Regions from separate parts of the Mus musculus genome. Here region 1 is linked to region 2. Evidence: chromatin contacts called from public HiChIP or PLAC-seq data. All regions are on one chromosome and are shown on one strand. The core of a region is the stretch at or near the end of the contact, and the rest is flanking DNA. Distances in the headings are between cores, read along the strand shown.

Region 1 (4,642 bases), core at 1,581-4,080, 590 kb after region 2:
CCTGGGGTGCCCTGGATCTGGTTATTCTCAGGACCTCCTTCCTACCCTCCTTCCTTACTTTAGGAATCTGGCAGTCCTCACTGTATAGAACCTCCCATCTGTGCCCCACTCCATAGAGCAATCCATGCCAGTCTGTTCCAGAGGTGGCATGGACCTGTTTTAGAGTGTTCTTTTTGGTTAATATTCAGTGGAGCTCATCAGGGGAGGGACCTTAGACTTATCCACAACAAGGTCACAGTCCAGCAGTGTGGAGAAACCAGGGTGGCCATGGCTAAAATGCTGTGATGTGAAACTCAGCCCTTTTGGTGTGGCAGCAAAGTGCCCCTTAGTAAATGGCACCCTGTGCTGCTGTAAACCTGATGTTGCCCCATTGCCTCATTTGACAGGTAGCCAAAGACCAGAACATTCAGGATAAACAGTCAACTAACTGCAGTCTGCCCAAAACAGACGTACAAGCATGCAAAACTACTTTTACTTTTGTTGAGATTACTAATTGGAGTCGTTGACATCAACTTTAAAGTAATTTACCTAAAAATCATGTTTAAAGGCTGAGAAAATTGTGTTGAACACATTACTTGAAAGCGTGCCAACATTTAAAAGTCATTCATAAATGTCTACTTTTCGTGTCCTACATAAGGTGAGCCCCTCATCAGAAGGAAGCATTCCTAGTCTACATGTCTAGCCACTAGCACAGGGGTCTCCGGACTGAGCATCTATTGCTTCTAACAACCCTGGGCACCTGATCGGTACCAGTTTCAAGGAGGTACCAACGTTTGTGCTTGAGGATGACTGGAAACATGGCTGAGGTCTGACAAACAGAATCAGAATCTTTTATGCCCAAGACTTAGTGTGGTCAAGAATTCCATCTGCCAGAGAGGGGGGGGGGTGTGTCTGCAAATCGGCGCAGCCACCAGCTGATAAGCTGCTTCAGTTTGCCTGCCCGTTCCTGGCCCAACTCTGACTCAAGAAAGCCCACTGAGACCTTTCATGTCCTTACCTCTGGTCCCTTCTAGAATGTGGTCACCCATGTACAAGAACAACTGTTAAAAAACAAACAAATGTGATTTTTGAAGTGCTTAGTTTGTTAATTTTTGAATGAAATCTTCCTTCAGCCTGAGGAAGGAACAATTGAAATGGTGTTATAAATGAAACGGTCAGCTAGGTTACTGTATAATGCCTTAGGATCATAGCGTATGCTTTCAGGGTTGGCATTTGTTCTGGTCAAATACTTTTTTCTTAATTAAATATATATATTACATATATATGTATATATCATATCCTTAATGTATGGCTTAAAAATAGGGAAGTTAAATATTTTTATTATTTATTTATTTTGCTACACTGGGAATTGAATCTGGGGCCCTGTCAATGTCTGGGCCTCTGAGCTATACTGTCCTTCAAAATATAGGTTTAAGCTACTTTAGTCTTCAATTATCAAAGTTTTAAAAAGTTTAAAAGTTCCTTCAGTAAAAGTCAGTCATATCTAGGACTCAGGAAGTTCCTCGACTTTCCCAGCAAGCATGAAGCACTGGGTCTTGTCCCCAGCACTGACACAAAGAGTGGACTTAGTGGCTGGTGACTGTTATCCCAGCACTTGGGAAGTACAGGTTGAAACCCAGGGGTTCTAGGTCATCCTTGGTTACACACAGAGTTTGAGGCAAGCCCTGGGTAAATGAGACCCTCTCAGTTATTCTGAAAGTGAGAAATATCTTAGAACCATGTGACAGCTAACTAAAGAACAGATGGGGGGAGCCAGGGATGGAGAAAGAAAAGAAATAGTTCACAACTGGAGAGAAAAATCTCAGAGAGCTAGGTTGTGGGAGAGAAATACACAAAAACCAAGAAAGATTTTTCATTCTTTTGATTGCTATTTGGTTTCAACATAGGATATCACTAAGTAGCCCTGGCTGGCCCAGTACTTGATATGAATTCTGTAGTTCAGCACAATTTCAATTAAAATTAAAATTCCGTTCCTTCACACTAAGCGTACAGCTGCATATCATCTCAGTACAGCTTCAGAGACGGGAAATTACATTCAAGGGAGGGTCCAGACATGGTTCTCACAGACCTCAGACAGACCTGGCTCCTTATTAGATATAAACTACCACTCACCTATCATGCATCTTGCCTTTTGATGCTCCTGCTAATGTAGGTATACAGATTGATGCAAAGAAAGGAAATGTTCACCACGTAAGTGGGCCTATCAAGTACTGATCTTTTTCATTTTAAATTTAATGTGTTTCTATTATATATAATCCACTTTCTGTCCTCAAGATAGATTCTTAATTGTTTAGCCATTTCTGGGGCGAGGGTGCTTGTTTGCTTTGTTTTAATGGCTTTTGTTTGTTTGGATTGGTTGGGTTTTGCTGTTCTGTTTTTTTTTTGAGGTGATGTTTCACTGTATTGCCAAGGTTGGCCTCGGGCTCAAGGGCTCCTTCTGCCTTAGCTTCTGCAGCATCTGGAACTACAGTTAGAGACCCTTTAGTGGTTCAGAGATGAACAGAGATGCTCTGTTTTTACATTTGAGCTATGACAGCAGTTTCTCCCAAGGCTGTTACAGACGGCAACAGGCACCGGTCAGTGGGAGGCAGTCCTGGAATAGAGAAGCTCGTGGAGTTGTTCCATGTGACAGCTCTTGATCTATAGTCCAATTCAAATGGTGCAACAGGTGGCACACTTGGCCTCTGGGTCTTCCCTCCATCATCTCTCCGCCAAGGATCCCTGGGTGGGGCTCTTGCTTGCTCGATAGCTCGGCTCTCTCTAACATTTGCCACTGCTTCTATTATCCCTTCCGTGTCTGCTAACCCTTCCTCTTGTGCTTTTCACCACTGTGTTCCCTTCACTTCCTCCTCCGTGTTATTACGAAAAAAGTCACGAGAGTCAAACAGCACCACAACCTATCATGTAAAATCAGTTGTACTATTCTGTAAAAAAGAGTGACAGAGCCTCTGGTTCATGTCTCTTTTCTTTAATTCCCATACTTAGTGATGTCCAAAATAGTGGTGTTCCTGATTATAAAAAGCTTTCATTTCGAAAGGGTTAAATGTCCACCCTTCTGAAGAGTTTCTTTTTTTTTTTTTTTTTTGGGAGACAGGGTTTCTGTCCTGGAACTCACTTTGTAGACCAGGCTGGCCTCGAACTCAGAAGTCCGCCTGCCTCTGCCTCCGGAGTGCTGGGATTAAAGGCGTGTGAAGAGTTTCTTTTAAAAGGCAGATTCCCTGTGCGGGATGCAAGGCAATGCAAGAGCACTTGTCTGGAAGCTCCGGATCCTGGTTCCATCCTTAGCACTTCCCCCAAAGGCACCTTAGGGCAGCTGGCAGAAGAATTGCTATGAAGCACTACAGTCATAATATGCCACTACGGGGCACGGAGGCATACCCCCGAAAGCATGGAGGCATCGGAGGCATACCCGCAAAGGCATCTTAGTCAGCACACATCTCACAGACGCTCATTTATGATAGAGTTTATTCCATAGCAAAGAAGGAGACAGATGGAACAGGAAACCACATTAAGTGAAGCAAGCCAGACATAGATAGACAAATATTTATATGCATCCTCTCAAATGTGGAATCCAGATTTGATGACATGAAAGTCATGGGGTCCATCTAGGAGTAAAGGTAGATTATGAGCAGTATAATGCTAAACCTATCATATATTAAGATGTTGAGACAAAGCCCATTATTTCAAACTCTGACTAAAAAATTAACGGCAAATCAAAAACAGATTTCCAGTTTCAGGAAAGAATTTTCTTCAGATCATTTGTTTAGTTGGTTGGCCCTCATTTTTTGCTACACAGCCCTAAACTTCTGGTCCTTCTGCCTTCATATCCGGAGTATTGGGATTACAGGTGTTTGCTATCTCACGTGACTTAGATCATTACTTTTTTACAGAGCCGGAGTGAAATCTCAGTTTTTAAAGCCATCAACACTTTTGTTTGAGACAGGATCTCACCCTTTAGCTCAGGCTGGCTTGGAACTCACTAAATAGTTGGCCTCAAATTTTTGGCAGTCCTCCTACCTTAGCCTAGGAAGTGCTGGGATTACAGGCATGGGCAACCATACCTGATTAAGCCACTAACACCTGATCAATTGAAAGAAGACGTTTTGAATTATGAAATAATTTTCTCATTAATTTCGTGAATAACAATTGACCATCCATCCACTTTATGCCATAAGTTTCTCTTTACCTTATAAAGGTGAGCAACAGTCCAAAGAGATTAGTTTTCCTAAACACACTCAGACTTTCTAAATGTTGGCTCCATACTTTTCCCAGGTCGTGCACTGTAGTCCTTTGTTAGAGACGAGTCTTTGCTGTATGGCCTGATGCATGTCAGCTAAGCCACTGGGCTGGCTGCACTGCATGCTTCCCACCTGTGTGCCTTGCTTGTCCCTAGACCTGGCTGTGCAGCAATGGCTGGGATGGAGTAGCTGGCAGGCCAGCCCACTCTTGGGATGGAGTTCTTCTACAACTGTAAAGTGTAAAGTGTGTTCCGGGTATGGCGGCTGGCTCACCCCACTTTGCCCTTGTGTGTGTGTCTTACCCCAACCATAATGAAACACAGAAACTGAACCCCTTGCCTTTTAATTTTAATTAGGTTTGAGCAGTGGGAGGCACATACAGGGGTGCAAAGGGAGGGACTAGG
Region 2 (4,623 bases), core at 1,734-4,233:
AGAACGTATTTGTGGGGATGTGGAGGGCTCACTATGTAGCCCTTGCTGTCCTGGACTCACTCTGTAGACCAGGCTGGCCTCAAACTCACAGATATTCACCTGCCTCTGCCTCCCAAGTGCTGAAATTAAAGGTGGGTACCACTGGTGCCAGGCACAGAGTGATTCATGACTTGAGAGCCCCATGATGTCCTCTTAGGAAGGTCACCCAAAACACAGAATGGCTCACGGGGTGAAGAAAGATGAATTCTTTAGGCCTGTAGTCCCAGTCACTACAGTGCAAGAGAGACCCTGAGCATGGGCCATCGGAGCTCATGCTGCCTCCCAGAACTGACTCACAGCAGGTTCCAGTCGCCTCTGAGGAACCAGCACCTTGTGGCTGGTGTGCCCTCTTTTGCCCTCTTAACCCCAAAAGTCCCTGTGCATCTGTTATTATAAGACACATTTGCATAAAGCGAACATTACAATTCTCTTCCCACCAGCAAAGATGGGCCCTGATATTTGCATTCACGTGATCAGGTCAGCCCTTCCTCCGAGAAGAAAGAGAGCATCTCCTCTTACATCATGGCTCTCCCCGAGGCTTGCCTCGCTGCCCATCCCTTCTCTTTATTGTCCTTAAATGCTAAAACAGTTTATCCTTTTTTAAAAAAAATGAGTATTGAAAAATATATACCATTGCTGTTTTTATACACGAGTCTGTCCACTTACTTATGATTATTTATTCTATGACACCCTTTCCCACAGCCCTGGCGAGCTGGCTCTGAGTAGCTGTCACGTGACACAGTTGGGCCCCAGGTGTTGCTCTTTCTCCTCTCTGTCCCCTTGTCTAAGGCAGATGCTGCTCTCCTAACCTGGGATTTCGTATTAGCATCTCCTGTAAAAAATTCCACACAGCATCACTGAAGGCACGGCGGTCTCGCGCTTTCTAGGCTCCTGGAGATGTTGTTCCATTAGCTCTCCTGTTTTAATTAGTGATAATTATAGAGACTGCCTAGCTGCATTGACCTTCTCTGTCCTCTCTTGCTCCTGAAGGACTTGCAGTGCAGGAGATAAGATGTTTATAGCACACTTTAAAAAGAAAGAGCCCAACTGTAAAAACATCTGATGTAGGTGCAACCGTGTAAAATGTTCTATGCTTAATAAAAACTAGAAAGTAGCACGTTAAAATATGTGAAAAAAGGCATGTTTTAAAAAAGAAATATATTGTACTTTTAAAAGATTTTCATCTTATAATTGTAAGCTCTGATTTGAATTGGATTTTTGTTTCCTTTAACATTATGGTGATGAATTCAATTATAGCGGGAACTGAAAATAAATTGTCTTAAATCTTGTTTCACGTGAGCCAACCAGGTTTAACCCTAAGCTTCTAGGGAATTGCTTCCATCTATGGCAATAGGCAGAAACCACATTTGGGATAGAACTTGTCTGTGAGGGTTTGGTTTTGCTGTATTCTGTGTGTGTGTGTATCTGTGTGTGTGTGTGTGTGTGTGTGTGTGTGTGTGTGTGTGTGTGTGTCTGTGTGTGTATGGCTATGAACTCTTGGTGATTCACTTACCTGCCTCAGCCTCCTGAGTAATGGGATTTCCATCCTGAGCCACCACACCCAGCTGGGAAATTTAACTGATTTTTTGTGATGGCCTTAAGAACAGCAGAGGAGCCAGGACACAGGTGAGCAAGAGGAAGAGCTGGTGAACAGGAAGACTTGTGCTTGTGGCTCTCCTGGCCCCGCTGGGAGAAGCAGGGTAGGGCAAGCCAGAGCTGCCCTCTGAGAGGCTGGGTCCCAGCCCTCAGTTCCTTGTCCATCCCTGCTCTCCCAGTTATTGTTCTTTTGGCAGTTATAGTTCAGACAAGCAATGAGAGTAGATTGTCTTTATCCTAGCTTTCTTTGTTTCTTTCCTTTTTTGAGATAAGGTCTTACTTCTTAGCCTTTGCTAGACTGGAGTTTGCTATGTAGACCAGGATGGCCTAGAACTTATAGAGATCCACCTGCCTCTGCCTTCCCAGTACCGAGCCTGAGGTGTGTACCTACTAATCTGTTAGTTAAACAACTTACTTCAGTTTTAGCAACCACTGGTTTGATTTCAAATTTCCTTTAAGGTGATAGAAAAATAATAATTGATCAACTTATTTTTTCTGTATTATTTAAATAATGAATTTGTGTTATCATAAGACAGCTTATAACCAGCTTTTTTATGTGTGCGTGCATGCATGCAACGTGTGTACACATGTGCGTGCAGAGGGTGTCAGATTCAATGGAGCTGGAATTGTAGGCAGTTCTGAGCCACCCAACATGGGTGCTGGCATGACCAGTTTCTGTCCATAGCACAAGGTAAAAGCTTTTGTATTGGGCTCAGCCTGTTCTTCCAGAGGACCTACCTTTGATTTCCAGTATCCATATGGCACCTCATAACTGTCTCTAACTCTAGTTCCAGGGGATCCAATGCCCTTGGAAACCAGAAATCCATATGGTACATACATAGACATGCAGGCAAAACACCCATCATATACATAAAAAATAAAATGTGTTAAAATGAATAAATGTTTTTAAGATTTTGTATTATATGAAACTTTTGTCCAAAAAAAAAAGTTTTCTAGAGGTAGGCATGGTGGTGCACGACCCTAATCCAGTGCTGGGTGAGCAGAGGGGTGGGCATGGTGCACATCTGTAACACAGTGCTTGGGAAGTGGAGAGGAGGAAGAGCTCATGGCCAGCCTCCGTACATGATACCTATCAAAAAAAAAAGATTTCCCTTTCTACTGCCCAAAATGGTGTCACATGCCTGTGAGCTTGTACTCTGGAGGGTGGGAGGATCTTCACTCCTAGGCCAGCTTACACCCTCATAGTTTAACACTGGCCTGGGCTACATAGCAATAGCCTGTCTCCAACAAAACTTTCCTAATCACACATGAGATAACACATTTCCTAAGGCAGAGCTGCCAGGCCTCTGTCCCCTCCCACGAGCCGGCCGGCCTTTCCTTCCTCTCTCTGGGTGTGGGTGCTCCACACTCAGCCCCAGTGACGACCATCCGGCTTGGATGATGTAATTCTCCAAGTTTCTGATGATAGTTCTTTTTTTGTTGTTTTGTTTTGTTGGTTTTTTTGAGACAGGGTTTCTCTGTGTAGCCTTGGTTGTCCTGAAACTCACTCTGCAGACCAGGCTGGCCTCAAACTCAGAAATCCGCCTGCCTCTGCCTCCCAATTCTGGGATTAAAGGCATGCGCCACCACCGCCCGTCTCTGATGTTATTTCTGATTCTTGTTCTCTGGTATTAGCAATCCCACAAACCTCAATGGTATTGATAGATTCAGTGGTCACTATATCTCTTCCTTTGTGGATCATGAATAAAATTATTAAAAGATTTCTGTGACGGGCCTCTTTTATATGACATGATAAAATGTCTCCTCCGTTATTAGCCCAACTTCTGTTGATACTGTTTGAATATTTGCAGTCATAAATTGTTCCTACTTCAAATATCCCTTGCTGTTGATATTCAATTTACAATGTTTTACATAAAGTATTAAATTACCTTGCTCACAGTAATAATAATAATTAGTGAAACAATGCACCACCACCCCCTTTTTGAGATAAGTTTCTCTGTAGCTCCTGCTGTGCTGGAACTCTGTAGCCCAGGCTAGCCTCATCCCTGTGATCCTCTTGCCCTGTGTCCTCCAGCAGATTGTACAGTGTGTGCCAGCTCAACCATCCCATCCCGTTCTTAAGTTCACTTTTCTCGTCCATGTACCACATGTATGCATGGTACTCAGAGGGCAAAATAAGAAGACATTGGATCCTCTGGAACTGGAGTTACGGATAGTTGTTAGCCATCGGTGGGTGCCCTGGCTTTCCCATCCTACAATGCAACATTTCTCTTAAGGCTATGGCAGATATCATAGTTGGTTAGTGTCACTGTGTGGATTACTGTGCTCTGGAGGCTTAAGGTCTCACACATGATAGCTCCCGGGATGTACTTGGTGAGGGAATGGATGGATTACTCAAGATACACCGTCTGTCTGTATGTCCCTCCCTCTTCTAGTTCATAAGACCTGTTAGACTCGGTCCTCTTAATGTTCCTTCATGTGTGTACTCTGTGTGTACTCATGTGTGTACATCCGCGTGCGCGGATGTGTGCATGCGTATTGAGAAAGAGTCTTACTATGGAGCCCCAGATAGCCTGAAACTCAGCATGTAGGCCAGTATGACATCAAACTCAGAGAGCTTGCCTGCATCTGCCTCCTTAGTATTGGAATTAAAGGTATATGCCACTGTGCTTAGCTCCTAAATATAATATTTTTATATTAATTAAATAAAATACTTTTAGTAATTCTTTGAGAATTTCATAGTGCGTACAACTGTATTTTAATCATATTCAACACCCCTCAAGTCCCCCCAACTCTTCTCAGATCCACCTACTCCCCTAGCCCTCCCTCCCTCCCAGTTCCATCTCCTGGCTCTTTGGTTGTTTTGTTTTGCCTTGTTTTTCTTTAATAAGACATGGAGTCCAGTTTGCTTTGCCCATATACTTGTGGGTGTGGGCTATCCACTGGAACATCCTTGAGAGGCCACACCCTTAAAGAACACACACACACACACACACACACACGCAAGCCACACACTGTGGTGGTCCA

The links. HiChIP or PLAC-seq counts read pairs in DNA pulled down with a chosen protein or histone mark.
Region 1: an H3K4me3 HiChIP or PLAC-seq map of bone marrow-derived macrophages shows a contact between it and region 2, with 4 times the contacts expected there. The contact joins two enhancer-like sites. A contact is called at or near these places in 3 of 115 datasets of contacts at active chromatin or transcription factors (bone marrow-derived macrophages, pancreatic cancer cells and stem cell-derived neural progenitor cells).

Annotation. Positions count from the first base shown.
Region 1 is chr10:44,008,796-44,013,437 of GRCm38.p6, forward strand. The region is part of intron 2 of Crybg1 (crystallin beta-gamma domain containing 1); the gene reads right to left. Among named protein-coding and RNA genes, the nearest start is that of Gm40636, 43 kb to the left of the region's middle. Within about 2 kb of position 2,831, at least 12 of the 459 cell types and tissues checked have an H3K27ac peak or open chromatin away from gene starts, as enhancers often do. A contact at or near this core is called in bone marrow-derived macrophages, where this site is marked.
Region 2 is chr10:43,421,793-43,426,415 of GRCm38.p6, forward strand. All of the region lies in intron 7 of Pdss2 (prenyl (solanesyl) diphosphate synthase, subunit 2), which reads left to right. Among named protein-coding and RNA genes, the nearest start is that of Bend3, 55 kb to the right of the region's middle. Within about 2 kb of position 2,984, at least 31 of the 459 cell types and tissues checked have an H3K27ac peak or open chromatin away from gene starts, as enhancers often do. A contact at or near this core is called in bone marrow-derived macrophages, where this site is marked.